Regions from separate parts of the Mus musculus genome. Here region 1 is linked to region 2. The links are chromatin contacts, called in public HiChIP or PLAC-seq maps. All regions are on one chromosome and are shown on one strand. The core of a region is the stretch at or near the end of the contact, and the rest is flanking DNA. Distances in the headings are between cores, read along the strand shown. Region 1 has its middle 11 kb from the start of Inf2. Region 2 has its middle 22 kb from the start of Gm36894.

Region 1 (6,206 bases), core at 2,832-5,331, 380 kb before region 2:
TCCCAGGGGTGAGGTGGGCCAGGTTCTGGATGCTATACTGAACCCTTCCGCAGTGAGTCGTTCTTGGGTATACCCCTTCCCACAAGCACCAGACCCCCAGTTGTGATGGAGCCGGAGCCCGGTCTGCTGTCTGGGAACTAGGGAAAGCTATGCCAAGCTCTGTGGGATAAGTCCTCCCAGAGGCTCTTCCTCTGCACACTTTGCATGTTAGCACTTATCTGTCCGACAGATCGATGCTCACAAAGTCCATGCTGGAAAAGGGTGTGAAGAGCAGGCCGGCCCTTTCGGTCGTCCTCACAAGCTCCATTTTCTTCGGTGGGGACAACGACACCCATCTTCCCTTCCCATCTCTAGTGGGTGTTTGTATCATTTGCCCCCTCCAGTGTCTGGTTCCAGGAGTTTGCCCAGCGAGTCAGTGTAACATTGGTATCAGGAAATGAGCTAGTGTTGCCGGCAGAGCCTGCGCCCCCAGAGCCAGCAGCTCCAGTCAGAGGCACCCTGCTCCTTGGCCTCTGCCTCAGAAAATAATTTCAGGATGAGTCAAAGCAAAACAAAGCTAGTAAAATTATTTTTCAAAGCAGAAAGACAAGAGGTACTTAAAGAGAGCCAAATGCAGAAGTAAGGAGAGGATGGCTTCCATGCGCCTCAGTGACCACCCCTGGGATCCAGGGCTCCGAACTTCGTTATCTGCAACTAAGTTTACATGTTTGGGAATACATGCACTGGTCTATCTTTAAAAAATACTTTAGTTATTTTGGTTATATATGGGGAGGCAGGGTAGGATGTGCATGTGCCTGCAGAAGTCAGAAGCATGGCTCCCTGGAGCTACAGTTACAGCCCACTGTGAGCCACCCCCCCCCCATTGTTAGCTCTAGGATCTGAGCTAACCAATCCTCAGGAAGAACAACACTCACATTCCCAACTGCTGAGCCAGCGTCACCGTCCCTCTTTTTTAATGAAAAGAAAATGTCTTCACACTCATTTGTTTGTGTGTCTGCTTGCACGCACATGCACTTCTCTGAGCATACATGCCACAGTGCACGTGCAGAGGCCAGAGGCTAACTTGTGGGAGTGAGCTGTCCCCTTCCATCAGGGTCCTTAGGACTGAGCTCCGGGCATCAGTCTGGGCAGCAAGTGGCCTTCCCTACAGAGCCACCCTGAAGGCTCTGGTCCTTTCCTCTGCACAGAATTCTGCCCTTAAGGAGATCTTCTTGAGACGGGAGGAGGGGGTGCCAGGAGAGACAAAACCTTGGTGAAAGAGACCCTGCTTAGCAGGACAGGAGGAGGCTGGACTCGAGGACTAGTTCCTTGGCCACCTTAATGATCTGTAATGTTTCTCAAAGGACAGGGCTGGTCTGTTGTAGGTGGACTGCTCAATTATATCAAAATTCCTGTGTGCTAGACCATAAATGGTGAGGATCAGAATTTAAGCCAGGGGCCCTTTCCCTTTTCATGTCTCCTCTTTCCTGTCTCAAGCATTGTTGAGTGTCCTTGGCAGGAGGCCTGCTGGGTGGTCTGTAGTCAGTGAGGCCAAGGAGTAAGCCTTCGATGCAGTTACCCCTCCTCACTGTCCTTTGCTTTGCTTCTTGGGCTTGCGTCTGGTCTGTCCAGCCCCATACAGTTGAGGGGCGGGGGAGGGACAGGGACAGGGACAGGACACACAAGTGCATACTGCACCAACTCAGCTGAGTTGATGGCCCTTCATGTGTTGGTGAGTGGATGGCTGTCTCCTTTTCTGGAAGTTGATGACTCAGGGTTGAGTCATCTCCCACCTCCCCTCCCTGTTGTTGCAGCCATACTTGTGGCTCACTGGATCATGGAGTTGGGGAGGGCAGGCACCAACTGACCACTGAGACACCACTGTGTGCTGGGCTGCAAAAGCTCCTTCCCCAGAGCTTGGCCTAGGGGATTCTCAGAGGCAGGAAGTGCTCTGTTGTTTGTGTGCCCAAAGGTCTAGGCCTTCTCTCTGTTCCTGACAAGATACTTGGCCCCAGGCAGGTACCTACGATGCTGGGAGCTATGGTCTCTTAGGCCGTGGGTCAGGATGATAGAAAGTCAGCTTCTAGCCTCCAGAGGCTGCTGGGGAGCCACCTGGAGATATGTGTCAAGTCCTGCAGGCTCTGCCCAGCTGTGGCAAGGAGAATGGGCAAGATGCCTAGACCAAGTAGAGACAGGAGAAGTGATCAGGAGCCCAGCCAAGGACGTGGCTGAAGTCTAGTGGTTGGGGTGGTTGGAACTTTCAGATGTGGCTCAGGGAAGGCACAAGCCAAGGGCTGAATCAGTGGGAAAGGGGGATTCATCCCAAAAGCAGGGGAAAGGCCCTGTGTGATGGCCTGCTGGTGAGAGGCTGAAGACGGACAGACAGACAGGCAGAAAGCAGGGCTGGGCAGCTGAGAAATAGCAGATCGCTAGGTGTGAGCAAGCTTGAATCTTAGCACAACTGGAGGGGGAATGGCGGGTGTGTGTGTGTGTGTGTGTGTGTGTGTGTGTGTGTGTGTGTGTGTGTTAGCACAACTGGAGGGGGAATGGCGGGCATGTGTATGTGTGTATGTGTGTGTGTGTGTGTGTGTGTGTGTGTGTGTGTGTGTGTGTGTGTGTGTGTGTCTGATTCCCAACTGGTGTAATAAAGGGAGCATGGGCCCACTAAGCTTGAAGGGAACTCTGGGCATGCTAGGGGCAGGCACTGTGGTCAGCTCACTGAGCTAAGGGTTGCAGTGTTATCTCCTATGTTGTCTTCCCTCAGGGTCCCAGCTCTCTCTGCTCAGCCTATGACCCTGGGAGCATGTTCAGAATGGCTGAGGTCCCTGGGAGTGACTTACTCCCCTGCAGCCCTTGTCAGGCCTGGTTCTGAAAAGACAGACCCAGAAGACACAGCACACCTGGCTTTGTAGTCCATTCTCATTTACCCAGCCATGGGCTAACTGCTCAAGTCCAGAGCAGGAGTGGGGACTCCCTCCTCCTGCCCTGCTTGTAGCAGGTCTTCAGCTTGCAGTAGCAGGCACTGGGTCTCAGGAGTGGCTCTGCCCAGCAGATGTGGCCAGCTCTCCATGGAGAGGTGAACTCGGTAGCTGGGCTGGCTCAAAGGTAGATCCACATCTGCTTATCACTGAACAGGGCTTTGGTGGCACAGACATCAGGTCCTCTCAGCAGTCAGGACAGCAGGGCAGCTTATTATTCCTGACTACAAATGGGGAAACTGAGGCTGGTATGGCTGTCAGGGAGGAGACTTTGAAGTTGATATGACTTGAGTGTGCCCAGCTGAATACAAGCCTCAAGTGTAGCTGTTGGGGGAACTTCCTTGGGCACGTGGCATGAGAAGGGGCCACAGCTCAAAACCAGGGTGGCAACCTAGATCCAACTGGGCTTCTAAGTGCTTCCAGGCGGAAGGCCTCTTATCAGGGCCTCTGGGCAGGGCCTTGGCACAGGCCTGCCACAGGTAGACTTCACAAAGTTGGGCTGGGTACCTGGGTTGGGTACCTGGGCTGGGTACCTGAGGCTGGGCTCCTGCCACCTCCAGCTCTGTGTCTAGGGAAGGGACTTGACCACAGGCCGGTTTCTGCAGCTGTTTTCTAGGACTTTGTGGGTGGGATGAAGGGTGAGGAAGGTTCTCAGTTCCCGGCTGGGATCAAGGCCTGGTCTGCCTCTCCCCTCAGCATTCCACACTGGCCACACCTCCTGCTTCTGAACACTCCCGGGGTTTTACACTCCCAGTGTTTTCCAGTGTCCTTGTGCTTTCAGGAACCTCCTCCTCCTCCCTGAGCCTTGCCTGCCTAACTGCTCTTTTTTACTCAGCTCTGGAGCAGGGTGGTCATCTGAGGCTCCACTGCACACTTCAAGGAACCCAACAGGAGGGCTGGAGGCTCCCTAGGTGGCTGCTCAGGTGCCCTCTCCCTCCCAGGCTGAGGTCCTGGAAGGGACTGTCAGGGGGCTTCACGCATAGAATTGTTGAGGGGCCAGTTCTGGGGAGCCCCGAGGGAAGAGAGCCAGCTGGGGGAGGGCGTGGGGGTGGAGACAGGCTGGTCTGGGGGCTGAGGAGAAACTGCCTGGCTGAGTCACGCTCCCTCCGGAAAATGAAGGAAGAGGAGTTTCCACCAGCTGTCTCCCCAGGAAGAGAAGGCAGAGGGCGGGGGAGAAGGGGAGGATCTGGGAGAGCCAGGAAGCTCTCTAGCTGCAGGATAAGATGTTTTCCCCACTGAAGCTCCCCATCTGGCTCCTATATCTCACCCCAACCTAAGCCAAGAGGCAGGGCTCCTGATTCTGTGCAGGGAAATCCCAGGATTCTACCTAAGGGATTCTGGGGACTGCCCCGGGGGTTCTCTCTTGCCCAAGGTGTCTAGAATCTCCATGATCCTCCTGACCTCAATACATTCAGTGTGTCACCCTCCCCTGAAACACCAGCCATCCTCCTTCCTTAAAGGTCCGCTTGTCTCAAAGTCCCTGGGGCCAGACAATGCCTCTGTCTCTGCAGACTGGAGCCCCATCCTGTGGGGGTACAGACAGGTCTTTCCACAGAGTGGAAAGGGCAGGGTCTTTCTGACTGTAATCTTGAGAGTGGGGCAAGGTGTTCTTCTGGCTCTTCCTCCTCTAGCACACCTGCAACCATAAACACAGCCTTGTCTGCGTAAAAATCGTTCTTACAGTTAGTGGTTAAGATCAATCTAAGCCAGGAGCGTGGAGCTGGTATAATCCCAGCACATGGGAGGCTGAGGTCCTGGCACTGGCATGAGCTGGAAGCCGACTTGGGCTTCATATTATGAACCGAAGCTGCCAGATAACGTCGGTGTTGAAGTTGACACAGGGGTGACTGGCTGGAACTTCAGGATTGCAGAAAACTGGAATGTGCTGTTCCACAAGCAAATTATCTTGGGCTATCTTTATTTCCCTCAGTAGCCTTTTATTGCCCACCTCTATATCTTGCCTAAAACCCTTGTGACTACCAGGAAAAACTTTTGGAATATATTAACAGCCACCAACCTGAAAGTTAAGCATGCCATCAGAGAGCCTTTGAAACCTTTAACAAAGGTTGCCTCATATTGTAGCTGTCTGCCTTCCTGATAGTTCTATCAGTAAAGTACTTCATTGGCCTCCTCCTCCTCCTCCTCCTCCTCCTCCCCCTCCCCCTCCCCTTCTTCTTCCCCTTCTTCTCCTCCTTCCTCTTCTTCGAGGTCTCACTGTCTTGGAAGTTGGTATGCAGATCAGGCTGACTTCAAACTCACAGAGATCCTACATCATGTAGACTCCAGTCAGTCATGTAGACTCTACATCTACATTAAGAGCAGCCGGTACCTTAACCACTGAGCCATCTCTCCAGTCCCTAAATGCATTTGCTCAAAGCTACTCAGCTAATGACGAGCAAGCCAGGAACACAAAAGAATAGCTTTATTTATTTATTTTTAATTTATTGTTAGTTTTTTTTTTATGTGTATGATTGTTTTACTGTGTGTGTATCTGTACACCACATGTATGTCCGGTGCCCATGGAGGCCAGGAGTCGACATTGGATCCCCTGGATTGAGGTTACAGACAGTTGTGAGCTGCCATGCAGTGCTGGGAATCAAATCTGGGTCCTCTGGAAGAACGGCTAACATTCTTAACCACTGAGCCATCTCTTTACCTTCCAGCTTTAGTATTTAGAAAAAAACCAAGCTGGGTGTGGTGGTGAACGCCTTTAATCTCAGCAATTGGGAGGCAGAGGCAGGTGGATCTCTGTGAGTCTGAGGGCAGCCTTGTCTAAAGAGTGAGTTCCAGGATAGCCAGGAGTATATAGTAAAGAGACTCTGTCTCAAAAACAAACAAACAAACAAACAAAAATAAAATAAAATAAAATAAAATAAAATACCTGATTGATTGGAAACACTTGTGAGTATGGAAAGCATTAACAAAGAAGTTCTAAAGGTTCTTTTAACATCTGCTCAGTCCGGTAAGAAATAACAGTAGGTAAACTGCCAAACCTTATTCCTGAGAGAGTAGAGGACTGCACGCAATGGACACAGAGAAACTGCAGAAATGCGGTGTGCGTGGGAAGAAAACGTCGGGTCACAGCTCATTTGCATTTAAGTGGAGGGAACTGCAGGATTCCAGATACACATCTTACCAGAAACAGAGACATGGGCTCTGTCAACAGCAGCCAGGAGACAGCCCCACACAGCCACCAACAGCTCTGTCCCCTGAGGGACACCCACACAGGAGGCGATAGATCCTTGGCTT
Region 2 (6,459 bases), core at 2,804-5,303:
GAGTTGGGAGTCTTTCCAAGTGCATGGAATGTTCCTTCAGAATATTTTCTTCAGAGGGGCCAGGAGGATGTGTTCCTCAAGAGCCCAGGCCAGTTGACCCTTACTGCTCTGTGTGCCTCTGTGACCTCTGTCACCTACATACAAATGTTAAAGCCTCTGAGCACGGCATCCCATCTGTCTCGGGGTTAATATTGCTGTGACAAAACACATAACCAAAGCAAGCTGGGGAGGAAAGAGTTTGCGCGGCTTACACTTGCATATCATAGCCCATCGCTAAAGGATGTCAGGACAGGAACTCAGGCAGAGCAAGAACCTGGAGGCAGAGCTGATGCAGGGGCATGGACGGGTGCTGCTTACTGGCTTGCTTCTCGTAGCTTGCTCAGCCTGTATTCTTACAAAACCCAGGGCCACCAGCCCGGGAATGGAACCACCCTGAATGTGCTGGAGTTCCCCAGGGATCACCAATTAAGAAAATATCCTACAGGCTTGCCTACAGTCTGATCTCATGGAGGCGCTTTCCTAGTCAAGGCTCCTTCCTTTCTGATGACTCTATTTTATGTCAAGTTGACATAAACTAACCAGCACACATCCTTCTATCCACCTGCACTTTGCATCCTGGGGCTCATCTCTCTGGCATTGGATATGTATAACTTGAGACATAGAAGCTGGGGTTGTTGGGGCTGGAGAGATGGTTCCACAGTCTGCTCTTCAAGAAGACCTGAGTTCAATTCCCAGCATCCACATGGCAATTCGCAAGTGTCTGTAACTCCAGTTTCAGGGAATCTGAAACCGTCGCATAGACATACATGCAGACAAATATCAATCAATGCACATGAAATTTAGAAGGAAAAAAAACTTAAAAAAAAAAACTGTGGGAAAGTAGCCTTAGACTGGGTTCTAACAACTGGCCTCTTGAGGAAGCCAGATGGTCCAGTGATTCTAATGATATTCTGGGTTCATCACACGCTTCTGCAGAGGCTCTGAGAGAGCAGGATGCACAGGCCGGGTGGTGGTGGGCTGGGAGGTGATTCTCAGAGTCTGTAGAGTAGAGGCCAGCTGGACCACAGCACTAAGTGCCAGCCAGGGGGACAGATGATGATTAAGGGTGTTCTGGTCTAAGGGCAATCCCTCCCAGACTTCCCATGTTGATACCCTGTCCCCAGGACCTCAGCATGGAAGTGTATTAAAAGATGGGTCCATTAAAGAAGTGACTGAGATAGCAAAGACCCTAGGTCAGACATCACCTAGTCTGTATTCTCATGAGAGAAGAAGACAGAGACACAGATACTCATCAAAGGACAACTCAGTACGGACAGAGTACCAACTTTCGGAGTCAGCCTGCCAATGGCAGTGACCAGTAAGCAGCATTCCTCCATGGCCCTGGATCATCTCCTACCTCCAGGTTCCTGCCCTGAGTTTCCTCAGTTATGGGACTGTGGCCTGACAGTGTGAGGAGAAATTAACCCTTCCTTTCCCATGTTGCCAATGTTTTATCACAACAACAGAAATCTTAACGAAGGTGAGCTGGGGAAGACAGTCCTTTGTCCCTAGGCTGGTAGTGCTAGGCATGAAGGCCCCATGTGGCTAGGGGAGCTTCAGAGACTCTGGCTCTGCCTCCCATGGGGAACTCTGCAGCTGTGGAGGGCAGACGGTGTGAGTGTGGCCAGTGAGAGCAAGGGCGGGGTTGATTGGCATCAGGATGGGGGAAGAGGAGGAGGTCGCTCGGGAGAGGCTCTGGATCTCCAGGCAGAGAGGAATGGAGTGTCCTCATTCCTCCCTCTCTGCCCACCAGCTGGCTTTGGCTCCAGCCTCACCTCTTACAACTAAAATCCTACTTAGTCCCTGGGACTGCCCCAGAAAAAAAAGAATTCTTCCGCTGCCTTGCTCAGCCTACTTTCATATAACGCCCAGGACCACCAGCCCAGGGATGGCACTACTCACAATGGGCTGGGCCCTCCCCCAGCCATCGATCGCTATTTAAGAAAATGTACCACAGACTTGTCTACAGGCCAATCTGATTGGGACATCTTCTCACTTGAGGCTTCCTCTTCCCAAATGACTCTAGCTTGTGTCAAGTTGACATAAAACTACCCAAACCTGGCTTTTGCCAAATAGCCAATAAATTATTCAGTTTGCAAAATGCCATTATGTGTGAGTTTACTTAATTGAATAGAATAATTTATGGTAAAACCTGGGGAAAGGAAGATCGATGAGGAACGGCAAAGAGGAATGATTGAGCGTCAGCGGAGGCAATTTGATTTTTATCCCTCATTATAATAATGTTAAAGGGAAAACATCAACTTGGGTCAGAATCAATATTTGCAGAGTGTCTGGACCATGAATTTTAACTGGAGGTGGCGAGGAGGTGGCTGGGCACATCAATAATTAATGCTTTGTCTGCTGCCACAAATAACGCCTGGGCTTGGGTACAGATGCCCACTGCCCACAGATTTGTTGGCGATCGTAAAAGGTAATTTAGGAAGGAGTCTGTTGGCGATGCGTGTTCAACACGCCCAACATGATTCAGGATGTGGCTTCGCACAGGGTCCTCACAAATCACGAAGACAGATGAAGTGAAACTTGGCTCTTTTCCAAAGTCCCTGTATCCAGGAGTCATGTAGCCCGCCCTTTGTGCATCTCAGGCTCCCAGCGCTCACAACACAGGCCATGTACCACCAACCCTCAGGCATCCCTTATCCCAACAGGGCAGTAGAACAGCAGGTTCCAGGTGTGAGACACACACAGCCACCCCCTGAATGGGACCCTGGGCCTATCAATCCTGCTTGTAAAAATCCAGTCACCTCCCTTGTCACCGTGTGTCCCTGAAGAACCAGAGCCCAGAGGTTCCACTGAAGGTGCCGGCATTTTGTGCTTTGCTCTCGTGAAGACTCCTTGCCTGGCGCCTTCTGCTGAGACACTCCCACTGACAGGTGTGGACGTACGCCTACATAGAAGGCTGCTGGCTCTGGCCCTGAAGGTCTAGGGAGCAACAGTGTCCAGGGTCCCTGAGAGTGACTTGCTGAGCCAGCCTCCTATATCCTGGCATCAGAGGTATCCTGAGACCTCCAGGAAGTCCTTCCCTGTCCAGTGTGGTCAGCATCAGGAAACTGAACTTTGTGAATGTAAACTCCAAGAGAGCCATTCTTGTTCAGGCCTGGTGAAGCACAACAGCTGGAAGCCCATGTGCTCAAGAGGCTGGCCGGAGGGCCCTGTGTTCAAGGCCAGTGTGGGCAATTGAGCGTCAAACCAGTGAGGCTGGTAACACCGTGTAGGATGGGTTCACTGGGAAAGACTGGCAATGTCTGAATTCTCACAAGACCCTGTCTTCACTATGATATTGTTTACACTGTGCCATTGAGCCTCAGAAGAAATACTCTGAAAGGGAAATCTGATAGGCCATGAATTGGAAGGAGAAAGGGGTCATCTTATGCCCATGTAGTCTGCTACCCACCTCATAAATACTCATAAAAAGGCTCTTAACACCCAGCCAGAGCCCACTGTACTGGCGCCACTGGGCCTTTGGTCTGCCTGCCTCAGTCTTTCCCTGGTGTGCACTAGACAATTCTTCTTTGCTAAAGAAACTTCTCTGACTGTGTCTCTCAGCTGAATTCTTTTCTTCAAGAAGACAAAAGCCAAAGAGGAAACCTTTACCCAATAGCAGAAAAGCTGGACGGCTGATGGACAGAGTAGAGTACAGAAAACTGGTTGCCAAGTTATTGACGGAGTGGGAAGGAGGAAGGATGCCTGGGTAGATGCAAGGATGGTGCATGAGACTGAGCACTGGCCCTGGGAAAGCCAGAGAGCACCCTTGGTCTCCTCTCAGGGGGAAGGAAGACAGCAGTGCATGTTTATCACATGAACACGTGACTACTGCGTAGCTGTAGAACGCGTGCTTCAGCGTGAGCGTGGTCTTAGGTCCAATCCTCAGCAACACGCCTCAGCAGCGATGTCTACCCCTTCCCCTGCCGTGGTCCTCCTGACGGACAGCCCAAGCTCAGGACTCTGACATTTTGTTTCTCTCTGCAGCCTGCAGCCCAGAAGGAAGCTGGGAAGTGGCTGTTCTGGGCTGCGGCAGCTGTCCTGCAGACTGACGCGCACAGCAAGGTTCCTCACACTGCTGTCCCACCCAAGCCTGGTTCTCAGCGGGACGCCTGTCAGCAGGGGTCAGGAAACCGTGTGAGAGGCGGCAGGCGCTAATAAAAGCCACTGCCACCTGTCACAAAGGATGGAAACAAACAGAAAGGGCCAAAGACAGAGAGAGAACAGCCTGCAGGAATGAGCTCACCTCTGTATCAAAAGGGCTGAAAAAAATCTAAAACAGAACCCCTCGCCTGAGGTACCCTCGAGACCAAACCCTGCCCCTACCTCCTCTGGCCTCCCTCTCTAGCCACTTGCACCGACTGCCCAGTCCCTCCTTTCCCTCCCTTGGTCTCTCTCGCCTGGGTAAGCTCCACCTCTTTACAGCCTACCCTCTCCTGTCCCCACCACCTTCCCTGCCTATAAGCATCCAAATGTACCGACTTCTGGTTTGTCCCACCCACTCCCAAAGCCTTCCCAGGAGTACCAGTGAACAGTCCACAACCTACTCTTTGGGAAAAGGCATACGATACAGAAAGCTCTATATAAATGTCCCTACTGTGGAAGCAATGTACACACACGTCCTGAGGGATGAGACCCACACAGACTGCAAATTGTACCTGGCCTCCATCCACACAGCCAGCCCTGTAGCCGCCATTCACATGATCTGACAAATGAGGCCATGTGCCTTACCCCGATGCAAATCACTTAAGTGTGGCCTGTGATCTGTTCAACTTCCCTCCCCCTACACAGATTCGATTCATTCAACAAAAACTACCAGCCATGCAATGTCAACCCTGACTTCAGTGACTTTGAATGGGGCAGGATCAAGACATGAGCTATTCTATATTATTTACTGGCAAATGTTTGGCAACTGCCTCGTGCAACCTCTAAACATTTAGCCATTGCATCTGGCAGCAGCAGCAGAAGCCAGTGCCTCATTGGCTCCTCTGCAATACCTGCTTGCCACTGTACATGAATGGCTAGACGGATGGATGGATGGATGGATGGATGGATGGGTAAATGGAGGGATGGATGGATAGAAAGATAGATATGTGGGTGGGATGTGTGGGAATATGAGTAAAGGGATTATAGACGGATAGTTTGGTGGATGGATGGGTGGGTGGGCTAATGGGTGGTTAGATGGATGGATGGATGGATAGATGTGTAACGGAATGGTAGACAAATAGTTTGGTGGGTGGGTAATGGGTGACTAGACAGATGGGTGGGCACATGGATGGAGTGGTGGGTAGATAAATGTATGGGTGGAGAGACAGGATAAAACAAAGTCTCCGCACAAGGCACTGCCTCTAACTGCTGAAAACATCTCCGGCTGAGCAGGCCCCAGGCTCACACCTTGGCTGCTAAACCAGAACCACTGTGGTATCATAGGGCCCACAGCCTCCTTCATTCTCAAACGTGACCGGCATCCCCCTGCTCCACTCCAGCCTCTCCCCAGCACACACTGCCACCATACTATCTCTGCGATCGAACTCTTTGACGCCTCCCTCAGTGCTACCTACTACTCAGCCACACTAAGAGCTTACGTTTGGAGATGCAGGAAATTCTGTCCTTTTGAGTCCACCTTGTGCAAGTATGCAGGACCATTGTGCCCAGCTGTCCACATCATCCTCCAAGAAACAAGGATACCTCTCCTGGTTTACAGAAAAAAATAACTTTCCAGCCAGGACAGAACAGAGGCTTGTGCTGTGGCCCTGTAACCCAGGACCCATGACAAACCCCATCCAGGACAGGCATTCACTCCAGGACAACATGGCCTTGCCTCTACCTGAGGGCCCTTTGGTATCCCATGATGTCCAGAGCCAGTGTTCCATCTCATCTTCACCAGACCTGATCCCCTACCGCCCACCCTGATGGATGTGTCCTGAGTCAGGAGCCACCCTGGCAGAGCCTGGCATAGTTGGCTTCTAGGCAAATAGTTGTCTCCTTAAAAGAAAAGGATATTCTTGTAGAGCTGGCTACGTGGCTTAGCAGGCAAAGGTGCTTACCACTGATCCTGATGACCAGAGATCCATTCCTGGGACCCACATGGTGGAGCAGAGAACAAACTCCCTCAAGTTGCCCTTTGACCTTTACACTTTGACATTTACATGTATACATGATCGAACACACACATAATTCATAAGTAAATAAAACCTGTGCATAGCCACAACACGCCTACATCAGCCTAGCTGTGACACCACCCCCCCCACCACCCCACACACAAGCTGTTCTGAGACTGGAAGTTTTCAGAGCACACAGGCCAGGGATGACCAGAACTGATGTGGGTCACGTGTGATCTCAAGAGATACCAACAACTGTATTTTTATGAATGGAAAACAAAGAGAAGACTTTTGGACTGAGGGTTTCCTGGGAAGAAAC

Evidence for each region. HiChIP or PLAC-seq counts read pairs in DNA pulled down with a chosen protein or histone mark.
Region 1: an H3K27ac HiChIP or PLAC-seq map of epiblast stem cells shows a contact between it and region 2, with 5 times the contacts expected there. The contact joins two enhancer-like sites. A contact is called at or near these places in 2 of 39 promoter capture datasets (cranial neural crest and maxillary cranial neural crest) and 2 of 115 datasets of contacts at active chromatin or transcription factors (embryonic stem cells and epiblast stem cells).

What each region holds. Positions count from the first base shown.
Region 1 is chr12:112,574,431-112,580,636 of GRCm38.p6, reverse strand. No RefSeq gene overlaps it. Among named protein-coding and RNA genes, the nearest start is that of Inf2, 11 kb to the left of the region's middle. Within about 2 kb of position 4,081, at least 143 of the 459 cell types and tissues checked have an H3K27ac peak or open chromatin away from gene starts, as enhancers often do. A contact at or near this core is called in epiblast stem cells, where this site is marked.
Region 2 is chr12:112,192,890-112,199,348 of GRCm38.p6, reverse strand. No RefSeq gene overlaps it. Among named protein-coding and RNA genes, the nearest start is that of Gm36894, 22 kb to the left of the region's middle. Within about 2 kb of position 4,053, at least 10 of the 459 cell types and tissues checked have an H3K27ac peak or open chromatin away from gene starts, as enhancers often do. A contact at or near this core is called in epiblast stem cells, where this site is marked.